Linked DNA regions of Gossypium hirsutum: region 1 is linked to region 2. A link is a contact called in public Hi-C data. All regions are on one chromosome and are shown on one strand. The core of a region is the stretch at or near the end of the contact, and the rest is flanking DNA. Distances in the headings are between cores, read along the strand shown. Region 1 holds the start of LOC107890817 (aluminum-activated malate transporter 9). Region 2 holds the start of LOC107890834 (LEAF RUST 10 DISEASE-RESISTANCE LOCUS RECEPTOR-LIKE PROTEIN KINASE-like 1.2).

What was found. Hi-C and Micro-C count contacts between places; a contact is called where the count stands out from the background.
Region 1: a contact with region 2 is called in a Hi-C map of leaf, with 1.5 times the contacts expected there. The contact joins the promoter of LOC107890817 here to the promoter of LOC107890834 in region 2. A contact is called at or near these places in 2 of 34 Hi-C or Micro-C datasets (both in leaf).

Annotation. Positions count from the first base shown.
Region 1 is chrD09:47,950,104-47,956,851 of Gossypium_hirsutum_v2.1, forward strand. It overlaps LOC107890817 (aluminum-activated malate transporter 9), which reads left to right and starts at 4,262. Exons shown (of 6, transcript XM_016815388.2): 1 at 4,262-4,859; 2 at 5,087-5,224; 3 at 5,337-5,606; 4 at 5,699-5,835; 5 at 5,939-6,085; 6 at 6,464-6,748. The coding sequence starts at 4,505. It overlaps LOC107890815 (heavy metal-associated isoprenylated plant protein 25), which reads left to right. Exons shown (of 4, transcript XM_016815386.2): 2 at 173-211; 3 at 302-383; 4 at 481-840. The coding sequence ends at 710.
Region 2 is chrD09:47,810,447-47,817,393 of Gossypium_hirsutum_v2.1, forward strand. It overlaps LOC107890834 (LEAF RUST 10 DISEASE-RESISTANCE LOCUS RECEPTOR-LIKE PROTEIN KINASE-like 1.2), which reads left to right and starts at 1,805. Exons shown (of 4, transcript XM_016815409.2): 1 at 1,805-2,672. The coding sequence starts at 1,919.

The sequences.
Region 1 (6,748 bases), core at 3,012-5,511, 140 kb after region 2:
GCATGATGCATCGTATTATAATATTTAGTATCTTTAATTACTTTTGCTATACTAACAAGTTTGATCATGATTCCTTTTTCATTCTAAACAAATTCCCATAATTTTTTTGCCTTTTTAACATGCAACTTTTTTTTCTTTGTAATTCAAAACCCTCATTCTTTGGAATCTTCAGAGAACTCCTGCTGCAGTCTGCAGGTTCATGACAGAAAGGGCAAGTTCCCCCCATTTTCCACTGATTCTTTCAAATGTTTTCTGAACTTATTGTTTCAATCAACTCTTCATTTATATTAATGCATTGCAGATTTGTTGCATGGTGATGAGGATCAACATTGACTGCAATGGGTGTTATAGAAAAGTAAGAAGAGCCCTCCTTGATATGAAAGGTTAGATCAAAATATTCATCATCATAAGATTTGCTTTGCTTAATAAGAACCCTAAAGGTGGTCATTTGTTTTCTTTGTAATAAATGTTATGATGTAGAGTTGGAAACGCATTTGATAGAGAAGAAGCAGTGCAGGGTAAGCGTCTGTGGGAGATTTGTCCCGCGGGATGTGGCCATCAAAATAAGGAAGAAGACGAATCGAAGAGTGGAGATATTGGAAATACAAGAATTTAGCATCAACGATGAACAAACTCACGAAGAGAAGCCGTTGATGATCACTTCTAATACTTGGAACCTTGAAACCAAACCCATATTGAAACCTGTGTAGCATGTATATGATGACTATAAATATTGCATATGAATTAATTCAGTTGATTTGCTTGCACATGTCGAGTGAGGAACATACATGTAAACTTCTGATGCCTTAGTTATGAAAAACTTGATTAAGGGTTGTGAAATTCAATGTTAGTGTGTATCAATCCTGGTGGTCTCAGAGATGAAAACAGCAAGGTCTGCGCCATTTGTCTTTGGTGAATTGATGGCAGCATTACCTCTGTCTGTGTAATGGATTAAAGCAGGTAATTCAAATTTTGAATCAAAATAGAATGTCAAAATTAAAGCAAATATATGATTTTGTTTTGTTTGATTAAGCTTAATTTCAGACAGGGTGAAATTAGAGGAAGTTGGCAGAGATCCCGACAATGATAGAATGGCTTTTAAAAATGATAATTTTTTATTTAATATTTTAAAAAGTTATTAAAATATTAAAATTTCATTTTAAATTTCGTAAAAATATACCTTCTAATTTTGGCTTCACCCCTAATTTCAAATTGGTTATTCAAATCTAACTTAATCACAACTATGAAGTGAAATTTGAAGATTTTATTGACTAAATATGAGTAACTTGTAAATACAAACATCTACCTACAAGCCCTTTTAATTTGTAGGCCAAAATCATTCACCAAGAATTTGGTATATTGTCAAGGTAGAGCTCTAAATTTGATAGATGATAGGATTCCATCAACATTCTCTCTCTCACACACACATGCGTCTTGCCTTTAGTTTTCTTTTTATCAAATTTCAATTTTGACCCTTACATTATACTCAAATTTAAAATTTAATCATTATACTTTAGTTTTTAACATAATTTAATCTTTTTATTTTTATAATGTCTAAATAATTAGTATTATTGATTATTTTGATTAAAATTTTAGCATGAATTCGTATTAAAACCAAAAAAAAAATTGCCCTGATAACTTGTAATGAGTGTTTTTTTAGCAGAAATGCACATTGATATTTTAACCAATAGAGGAAAACAGAGAAGTAAAGTTGATGCAATCATAGTAGTCTCTAAACAAACTTGACCTAATATATGATTTCAAATACTGCGAGTTCATCACTGTCATTTTTTCATTCATTTTCTAAATAGTTTTGTTTTATTAAGTTTCGAAATAGATATATGACTTTGGGGGGTTCTCTAGTTTTTTCTGGAAATATCCAAAACCGTACAAGAAAACAGGGGCGAAGCTAGAAAATTCTTTTAGGGGTCGACATAAATTGTAATTTTTAAAGAATTTTATTTTTACTAATTTGAAATTTTAAAAATTTTAAAGTCCCAAAATATAAAAAATTTCGCCGAGCCCCATGCCCTAGATTCGCCCCTGCAAGAAAGTGCCGGACAACAGCTTTGAACCGAGTGGTTGCTGTCCGAAAGAGACTTTGGACAACGTTGGGTTTGGTGATCACAGCTTTTGGTTTTTGTATTTATAATGCCTTAGGTTTGCTTGCACGTTTAAATTTGGGTTTAAATTGATCAAAATTTCTGTATCGTACTATAATTTTGAGATATTGAATTTTTATATTTTTAATTAAAATATTCATCTATTCATCTAATTTTGTAATTATAAAATATATAGTATTTTTTAATCCTCAACTTTTATCCCTACGTACAAAATATTTAAAAATCTATGTTTTTATATTTTCAAAAAGTCCTAAAAATTAAAATTTACAAAATTATTAAAAATATTCCATAAACATATGAAGAAATAAAAAATATTTACAATTCAAAAAATAAAAATACTATTCTTTTAAATTCATTAAATTATAAAAAATACAAAAAAGTTTCCAATTTTTTTAACAAATGTGTTATTTGCATCTTTAATTGTAATAAAATCTCTACAAAATTTGAGTTATTCATTCAATATATATTAAAATTGAATTTGAACTAGTATTTTTAATTTTTAATCTTATTCAAAATTTACATTAAAATCCAATTTAATACTGATTGAATGAATAACTCAAACTTTGAAGATATCTTCTTATCATCCAATAAGTAAATTACATATATTTTTTGTAATATTTTTAACATTTAAATAAAAATTTTAAGATATGATCATTATTTTAAACCATTTTAGGATTTTTTATTGCAAATATAGACTCTTTTAATTTTTATAATTTTATGTACTTTTAAACAATAAAGACCAAATTGACAAAAATTGTAAGTATTGAGGGTTTAAAAAGTTGTTTTACCTTTTTTTATAATTATAAAATTATATGAAAGTATAGGGATTACACCTCTCAAAATTAAAGTACAAATACTAAATTTTAAATTTCATAAAAGTAGAGGGACTTTTATCATATTTAAACCATAAATTGTTATATATATATTTTTGTAAATTGTTTTGAAATTTTATATAGAGCTAGTACTTAGTACACTAACTGTGGCTGATTTTTAACAGCATAATAATTTTAGTTCTCAAAATTTATATATTTTATTAATTTGATCATAATACTAAAAAGTTCAATAATTTCAACTATTAACGTTTACACATTCTATCAATATGACCTTAATTTTTAAAATTTCAAAAACATTATAATTACATAAAATATAAAAATATTATGGGAAATAAATATAATAATATAAAAATACATAAAAACTTTAAACTTTTCCAAAATTTTCAAATGAAATATTAAGAATACATAAAAGATGTTTTTGTTGATGGAAGGCAATCAAGTAAGAAAAATATATATACAAGTATAATACAAAAAAGTTTACTTTTTTTTCTCAAAATTTTCTTCTCTTTCAAAATTAAAATCATAGAGGACCATGAAGCATTGTCCTTGTGTCATAGGCCAAGATATAAAGCTGGTGACCATCGCATAAAATGTATCCCATGAAGGTCTAACGATTAGATGGAGATTATTTGACCTACGAGAACGAACTCGATTTAAAAAATTGTTGAAGAAGCCTAGTAGCCCAATGAAGAAGATATGGAAAGTTAGGTTACATTCGCAAGGAAACTAACCTTAAAATATTAAAGAAAATAATACATGATAAGATTAAATTTAATTTAATTATGTAATTTTGCAAATCACGTAAGGATAAACTTCATCTTGTCCGTCGATATAATTTAACTAAACTGTTGGATTTGAGGAGTTAAACTTTAAACAAATAGCCTCCCCTCAATTATAGACCATCCATTAACCTGTGATGTACTGTATTCTTTGAAAGCAAATACTTAAAATACCTTTCGTGCAAATTGCGAAATTAAAATTCTAATAGTAATATTTGGTCGTGGTTATCCTACTCTTAAAACCCACCAAAGGATATGAAATTCGAAACCCACAACCCGTCTATTTATGAGACACCATTATATGTGGTCCTCCAAATACTAGATTAACCTCCTTCAGATCCACATTGCCTCTTCACCATTCGGATTGTTCGAGTTGTTGAAACTGGGTGGAGTTTATGTTGGAAAAAAGACAAGACATCCCCATCAACTAAAAACATGGATATTAAATAATTATTTGATTTCAAAAAGGAAAAAATATTTGTTTTATAATGATCGTTGGAATGGCGGCCCACATGGGAATGGACGGTTGAAACTTTGAAAGACCTTTCCACTGATTCCTACTTTGATCGGTAGGTTCGGCATTTACGATGCCGTCTCATACTTTTCCCCTCCCTTCCCTCTTACTTCCCTGCTTCTCGTCACCCTTCCATCATCTCTTTAAAAAAAATTTGAATCCATTCTCCTCCAGAGAAGAAAAATTCTCCCCACGCTCTGTATTCATATTTTATGAACCATATGTAAAAAAAGAAAAACAAGTTTCTGTTTCTTAATGGCTGCCAAGTTGGGTTCGTTTAGGCACTCCCTGCTAGAGAAAAAGGGGAGAACAAAGGGGTACCCAGTGCTGGGACTGTACGAGGAAGAAGAAGAGCAAGGGAAAATATGCTTTTCTTACAGGTTGGTAAGCGACAAAGTGACTGGGTTCTCAAAAAAGGTTCAAGATGTTGCACGCAAGGCATGGCAAATGGGAATATCGGATCCCAGAAAGATTGTTTTCTCTGCCAAGGTGGGTCTTGCATTGATGCTTATTTCTTTGCTTATCTTCTTGAAAGAACCCATCAAGGAGCTCAGTGAACACTCTGTTTGGGCTATTCTTACTGTTGTTGTCGTCTTTGAATTTAGTATAGGTACGTAATTTTATTCTTAATCATGCTTCTATTCATTTCTTTATTTATTGTTGTCTTGGTTTTTGAAAACATACATCCCCTGGTTTCTTTAATGATTTTATTATTTCCTTCTTTTATGGTTGGAATAATTGCTTTTATGAACTGAAAATAACACCGTAATTGATTAAAACTAAACAAATAGAAACTCTGAATGAATTAATACCATAATTGTTTTTTTTCCCCTGTAGGGGCAACTCTTAGCAAAGGATTTAACCGTGGGCTAGGGACATTATCAGCTGGAGGTCTTGCATTGGGTATGGCTGAATTGTCCCAATTGGCTGGAGAATGGGAAGAAGTTGTTATTGTTCTTAGCATCTTTATAATAGGTTGGGTTTCGTGGTCATCAGTTGTGTTTCAACTCTCATGTAGTATGCTGTTAATTAGTAGTATCTTTACGAGTTACTCGTAGGTTTACTCTGACATGACACACATTACCAGGATTCTTTTCAACTTATGCAAAACTGTACCCAGCAATGAAGCCTTACGAGTACGGTTTCCGCGTGTTCACGTTGACGTATTGTTTCATAACGGTATCCGGGTATAGGACAGGGGAATTCGTCCATACAGCAGTGACGCGATTTTTGCTAATAGCACTTGGTGCCAGTGTTAGTTTAGTTGTTAATATAGGCATTTACCCCATCTGGGCCGGTGAGGATCTGCACAACTCGGTGGCTAAAAATTTCATGAGTGTGGCGAATTCTTTAGAAGGTTAATATGCATCTAATGTTTACTTATTTATCTCTACGAATTTCAAAAGTAATCTATCATTCTCATGCTTATTTACTTCCACATTTGATCAGGATGTGTTAAAGGTTACCTTAACTGCGTTGAATATAAACGGGTCCCTTCGAAAATTCTAACTTATCAAGCTTCAGATGACCCGGTTTACAGTGGCTACAGATCAGCTGTGGAATCGTTGAGTCAGGAGGAAGCTCTGGTAATTTTTGTTGTACTTTTGTTGCATCTTGAACTTGGTACTTGAAATTTTCATGTTGTTGTATTTATTCCGTTTTTCCTTCTTTTTCTGTTCCTATGCAAAGTTGGGCTTTGCCATCTGGGAACCACCGCATGGTCCATACAGGTCACTTGGTTACCCGTGGAAGAATTATGTCAAAGTAAGTGGAGCATTGAGGCATTGTGCATTCATGGTCATGGCATTACATGGCTGTATACTTTCAGAAATACAGGTACTTTTTCATACCTATCTCGAATGTATGCAATTGATGGTCAATTCCACATTCTTCCTGCATTGTTTTTTCTATAGCAGTGTGGCACTAGGATCCCTGAGTCATTGGCTTCCCTTTTTTCATTTAGCAGTTATTCATTTAGCACCAGGTTTATTGCTATGTTGCTTTGACTCTTCAGTTTTCTTTAAGCACATCCATATCCAACGCATATCAAGACATAGGTATACGTATGTTTATTGAGAATCACAGTTTACTGATAGATGATTATCCGTTACAATTCTTCCCCTTGTTGACCATTGTAATTGCTACTTTTTTAATTTGTTTTCTTAAAAAAGAGATGGGTTCATGTATTTTGAATAATAATATTTGTATGTGTAGGCTCCACCGGAACGGAGACAAGTCTTCAGTCAAGAACTTCAGAGGGTAGGCACTGAAGGTGCTAGAGTGTTGCGTGAGCTAGGGAACAAAGTAAAAAGGATGGAGAAATTGGGTCATACTGACATTCTATGTGAAGTAAGTGAAGCTGCAGAAGAGTTGCAAAAGAAAGTTGATCGGAAATCATACCTCCTTGTCAATGCCGAAAGTTGGGAAATTGGGAACCGACCACAGATTCTATTAGAGCCCCAGGATTTTCTTAGCTCGGATGGTGAAGAACACAAATTC
Region 2 (6,947 bases), core at 555-3,054:
TGATTATTAGTTATAAATATTCCCTCATTAAAGCCTGCCAATTTGGAAGTCATGCATGCACATGATCACATGCTAATTGCTTGTGAAGGAGACATCCTTCTCCGAACTCATGCCTATATTAATTGGAATTTCTGCCTGACTGCATCTGTAAGGTGCAAATATATTGGTTTTTTTTTTTAAAGATTTTGGTATTTGTTATTCATATTAAATCCCACTAAAATTGAAGTTGAACTTGATAGTTATAAGAAATTAATATATATATATAGTGTATATTTATAAATAAAATATTGTTGAAAATTTTAATTTAAACTTTGTTGAAATAAAATATAATTATAAAAAAAATATTTGTTGAGTATTTTTAAGGTTATCTTCAAGACGAAATTGTCGATATTTTTAAGATTATTTTTGAAAGTACTTTCAGGATTTTAATAACACTTCAAAATTATATTTATTTTAAAAATCCATCAACTTAAAATTTTACTCAATTTTCGATAATATAATATATGTCCAAAAAAAACTTAGAAACCCAATGACAAATAAAGTAAACTTTATGAACTTCAATAGTGTGGGTGATATAAATTGTGAGTCATTTTTCTGATACATAAATAAATATAAGATAAATTATAAAAATAATCACTTTTTTTTTCAAATTACATTTTAGTCATTTACGTTATCATTTTGTTACGAAGTATTCACTCTGCCGTTAAGCTCCGTTACCTTCCTAATGGTAATATTACATGACAATCCAAATAGGTTTTAAATGCTAATTTGGATGAAAATAGATTTTTCAGTCAAAATAGAAAAGAAAATTAAAAGAAAAAAGAGACAAACGATTTTTCTTTTTCAATTCAAGGCATAATTAATTTAAAATTTTAATTAATTAAATTTATTTAATTAAAAACCTATTATCATTTTAGTCGAACATTCAAGTTGACATTTAAAATCCATTTGGACCGCCACGTAGGGTTGCTATTAGGGAGGTAACAGAGCTTAACGACAGAGTGACCACTTCGTAATGAAAAGATAACGTAAGTAACTAAAACGTAATCTAATACAAACAAAAATAACTATTTTTATAGTTTACTCATAAATATAATACGTGGACAATTATTGATACATAATAATATTTAATTCATGAACGTATATTATGATATTCATTTTTTGAAGGTATATTATAATATTCACGTATGTTCGTAGTTCATGAATTATCATATTAAATGAACACGGACTCGCATCACAAGCGTATAGCTGAAATTATAAGACAAATTTATAGGTGGAATTATAAATTTTTCCATCGTTTGAGAACAATTTCTCATTCATCTATCATTGATTTTAAGCATGTTAATGTTTTATATTAATATATATATATTGTACATTTAAACATTTTAGCTGAAAAGTGTTCATTAATCATCTTTTGTAAAACCAATTCCCAACAATTAGGGCCTCAAACAGAAAGAAATCTCTCTTAATCCCACTTTTCTTAGTTCACAAACTAAAGCCTTTATTAAAATGTATTGAGCTCCCTAACAAACAGAAGAAGCTCCCATCCCATACATATTTAGAATTGCAGTTTTCATCCTCATTTTGTCTTTATTGTAATTACTTGGTGTTTTCAATAAGATGAATATTATTTATTTTATCATATTTTATATTTGATGAGATGATGTAGATGAAATTTCGACGTTGCTTCGTAAGCATTGCGTTTCTCGATTAACCATCGAAAAGGTCAAAGTCAATAACCTTTCTTATGAGCTCTTCCTTTCTCTTTCATAGAAAAGTCTAACAAACCAAATTTTCTTATTTGGTCAAATGGGATAGTCCACTTTATAATTTATTTTACATTTTAATCGTAGAAATACTGCATAATTTTCCGGGTTTTATTAGTCAGTTCCTCCCTCTTCAGAAATTGAAAAAGAAAATGCATCATCAACCCTGCATTTCAACCCCTTCCATCTCCATCTCCATCTTCACTTTGTTGTTGTTTATCATCTTCCTCCTCCCAGTATCATACACCCAAGATGAACCCAGTCTTAGGCAGTGTTTTAATGGTTTTGATTGTGGAAGCGTAAAGGCCCTGGTGTTCCCCTTTTGGAAAGAGGATAGCCCTGAATATTGTCGCCAAGACGGCTTCCAGGTGATCGAATGTGAAGATAATCATCAGCCAGTCATCCGTATTGGCGAGACTAAATTCCGATTGGTTTCCGTGGATCAGCCTCTTTATAGAATGACAATCGCTAGGGAGGATTTGTGGGATCAAGTTTGTAGTTCAGATCCCAGTCGTATTTCAAATGTGACTCTGGCATACTCTTTCCTGCGCTATTCCGATAAAAACCACAACCTTACCTTCTTTTACAATTGCAATTCATCATTTCCAGCACATTTCCGGTGCGGCCAAGAGTTAGTTCCAGTCTATGCAGATGGTTTAGTGGATAGAGGTTCTTATGAACAGTTTCTTGGCTCTTGCCATGGCCGCCCTATCCAAGTTCAGGTTAATGAGAGCGCTTTCCAACAACTGCAGTCTAGGGGGCTGGGAAACGTTGACTCTGAGGGTTGGAAACTGGGATTTGATGTGTTCTATCCTTTGGCTGACCTTTTCTGCGAGAAATGCAAGATGCAGAAAGGTTTATGCGAAAACATGGCCTCATCTCGATATCCTCTCTGCAAACATCCTGGTACGCACAATCAATCTCTTCCTCTAATCAGTTCACATCTATTTGATTGCTAAAATCCCGTAAATCCCTAACCTCCTTAACCTTACTCAATCTGTGCTGTGAATAGTGTTTTCTCCTTTAATTTTTCCAGTCTACATTGTACAACTAGAGCTGGTAAGCAGCCATCACTCATATTCAAGCTTAGCCAGCTATAGGGTCAAAGCGCGTATCTTCTAACCAAGTTGTCTTAGGTGTGGTAAAAAAGTTGGAGTCAAGTGTCCACTATTAGATTCCGAAATGTTGGATAACTAAAATGGTACCTTATTTTTCTTAGTGAACTTAATGCCCAAATTAGGGGCCATTGACCATATACGTGTCAGCTAATTACATGTATAAGAGCAGCTGATCACTCACTAATTCGTACATTAACATTCCATTAGACTCTAACAAACTCTCTTAGTTAGGTTAGTGTTAAATTAAGCAATGGGATCTTGATGTTACTTGTAGTAGAGATGAATGCTATGTTATAGTGATATCCATAGTGATGAAACTGAAAACAGCGAAAACAATTAGATTGAGTATTGTAGTCATAATTAAAATGAGTAGCGACATATATTTTATATTTAGAAAACCAACGCTTAGATGAATTATAGTGAGAAAGTATAAAGACAATTAAATTTATATTTATATTAAATAATAAAATTCATTATAATTGATATTATGTTAAATAATAAATAAAAACTATTAAAAAATTATTTTAAAAATATAAAGAAATAAATAGTTTATCATTGTGCTTAAATTCACATGTAGAATATTGACTAATTGGACCCTTGAGGCCGAGTAAGCAACTGAGGTCTAATGCACCCTCTATTTCCTTTGAGATGTCATCACACTTGAGACAGGGTGACATTCAAAGGGTTTTAAAGTGCTGTTGAATATTTTTAGGGGTTGTTGAAGGATGAAATCCGAAACTTATTTTATTAAATAAAACTTCAAAATAAATATTTTGGAAACTTATAAGTGATTTTTGGTTGAATAAAATTTCCTTCTTTGTAGTATTTTTTTCAAAGTTAGAAATCGTAAAGTCGTTATTAAATTAGAATCGAATTATTTAACAAGTGAAACTTAAATATTTAGTAGTAACTAATGAGTTTAATTTAGCTTTTTTTTTCTTTATTTTAATTAATATGGATAAAATTTAGTTTAGTTTTGAGCTTAATTATAAATAATTAAATTTGAAATTGAATATATCTTTCACTAAATAAACAAAATAAATTGAATTAATTTAGATGAGAAAAATCAATTCAATTATTATTTCGAATTCTGCTCGAGCTTTAAAATTAAAACTAAATTTGCATAAATAGAAACTAGACTGTATGTTGGATGATATTTTGTCCAGTTGTTCATCCGGCCTATTGGGCATTGCAAGCACCATAAAAATAGAGTGAAAATCAGAGTAAATAAACATTTTATGATGATGAATTCTGAAAAGAACAGAAATATAGTTAGTAGTGATTGGGGTTATTGACCCGAAATCATGGTGAATCATTAGACCAATGAATAGTCATGGTGGAGATCCATTAATTCCTCTTTTTGTTCTTCCCCCATTTCCTCTCACTTGGGTCTTATGGTATCTTTCGGTTCTCTATATTATACCTACATTATCGATTTAGTTTTTGTACTCTAATTTGATCAAATTTAATCTTTGTGCATTTCGAAACTTGAAATTTTAATCTTTAACTTAAATAGAAGCATTTAAAAATGTTAGGTCAAATTCTACTATTAATTCCGTAGTATATATAAGTTGTGAATTTAATTTCTATTCTCCAATTTGATCATTTTAAGTCTCTATACTTCTTAAAGTTTTGAAATTTCAATCCTGGTATGTGGAAATAGAAAACTAATATTGCATTACACATGTAATAATATGATTGTTGCACAAGATTTATAGATAGTAGAATTTAACTCAATCAATTTAATGGCTATTATTTAAAAAAATTGAAATTTTAAAATTTTAAAAATATAAAAATTAAAAATAAAAAATTAAAGTATATAGACTAAATCCTTATTTTTCTCTTATCAATTTCTTATTTACTTGTCAATTGTCAGATTTGCTTCTGATATTGATGGCAATTAGTGGGATATATAGACATAATGGGACAAGAAAATTAATGTTAGTTTGGTTTAAAGAAAATATAAATATATTAATAAATGTGGAGTGTAACAGTAAAATATATTGCGATATATATATATAAATTCATATAAGAAAGGTATATAATAAATATGATATTTGATGAAAAATTTGCAATTTCTTCCCTTATTCATAATTTGGTGGATTTTTTTATACCGAAAAAGTTAATAATATATACTAAAATTTTGCACATAGTGATTGGTAAAAGATAAAGAATTAATGTGAAATTAAACCAACTACTTTGAAGTTGGACTTGGTCTTCCAACAGTTCTTAGTTGCAGATGAATTAGCGTTTTATATCTAGATAAAGTAGGTGTATTTGAAGCTTAAGCTACTATCATTTTCTACTATATATTAATTTCCCTTTAAAATTAGTCTATATTAGTTGGGATATGAAAATGTCAGTGTTTTGAACACTTCAAATATGGATACTTGTACAAAAACAAATGGGAAATTTTAGTGAATTTATTGAATTCCAACGGTGGATGTCTGAAGTAATTGATGATTTCTAGCTTCAAATGAAAACCCCACGTTAGGCTCTCTCAACCATTGGATCGGTCACATTACGTTTATTAACAACCACTTAGCTTTCTCTTTCTTTCAGTCTCATGGAAAACTCTACGGTGTATTTTTCTTTGAAAAGTTAATGTCCTTAGCTTTGCAATACTAAATATAGGAACCCTTTCACTTAAAACTATTGACCTTGGTTCCTTCAACTTTCACTTCTTCCTTTCTCACAGGGAGACCTTCCTTTCCATGTAGGAAGCCATTTGCTGGTGTCTTTTTATGGCCTATAAGAGACTAGCTTTTGGTCTTAATATGTTGCAGTTCTTTTTGACTGTTAGTTCCATGGCGGGCCACCTTAAAAACTTGTTCTTGCTTCCATTAATCTCCAATTTTTGAATCCGTCAATTGTCCCCAGAGAGAAGCTCTTAATTACACCCAACTTTTTTTCCTTAATTTCTCCCAATTTTCTTTTGGCCAATATCAAACCTATGCTATTTTCACACACTCCTCAAGTTTCTTACTTAGGTTGACAAGTATGAAACACATGCTTAGACCCATCGTTTCCCACATGGAATGCAATCGGAAGGTGTGGCACAAGTGATCCTCTTTTTGTTCAACGACCAAATCCTTTGGTTTTCTATTAATTTTATGTATGTATAAAGAAGTGCCCGCCCCACCCTTTTAACTTATTCTATACCATTTTATATTGGGTAGGTATAGACTAGTTTTCGTTCATGTCAGTGAGATTTCCTTTTCAGCCAACTACAAGGGGAAGTTTAAATAACAAAGGTTATCTTTATTTGATAGTGGAGTTCTAAGCATAAGTTGGCTTCCATTGAAGCTTTTAGAATTTAGAGGGTAAGAGCCATTTGAAAAATATGTATAGTTTATTGGCCCATAGAGTTCCCCTAAATGGATGCATGAGATCAAGCAAACCGCACCATAGATTTGAACGTAGTAGGATGGTCAATCTAGGTAGGAAGTTGTGCAAGAAAAATAAAAACAATATCTTTGTCTTTGCTTTAATTGTTGTTTTGTCTTCTTTTCCTTTTCAAAATCCAATCACAATCAATTCACCAATTAAAAGCTAAAACACCATTAACTCTATCCAGTTCCCTTCAACTGCTTTTTCTTCTTCTTCTTCCCATTTCTAGTTCATGTCATCCCTTATTGCTTTCTCCTCAAATGGATCCACAAAAGCTGATAAACTTTACATCATTTCTGTCTTTTTTATCACCTTAGCAATAGCAACTGAAACCCTGTCTAGGGACTCACACTTCGAGGCTTGTATGCCTTGAAGTTGTGGCCACGGTCCCAATATAAGCTACCCTGTTTGGATTTTCGAAGAACAAGAATCATTCTGCGGCTATCCGAACTTCGAGATCACCTGCAAAGAGAAAGATCCTATACTCAAATTTTCTGAGGAAACTTGCATCATTAAAGATATATTTTACAACAACAATTCATTGCTTGTAGTCAATGCTGTTGTACAAGATGATTGTCCGACTCCGCGACGAAATGTTAGCCTCGATCAAACTCCCTTTAGTCTTAGTCCTGACAATGTCAATCTTTCCTTTTTATACAACTGCGAGGAACAA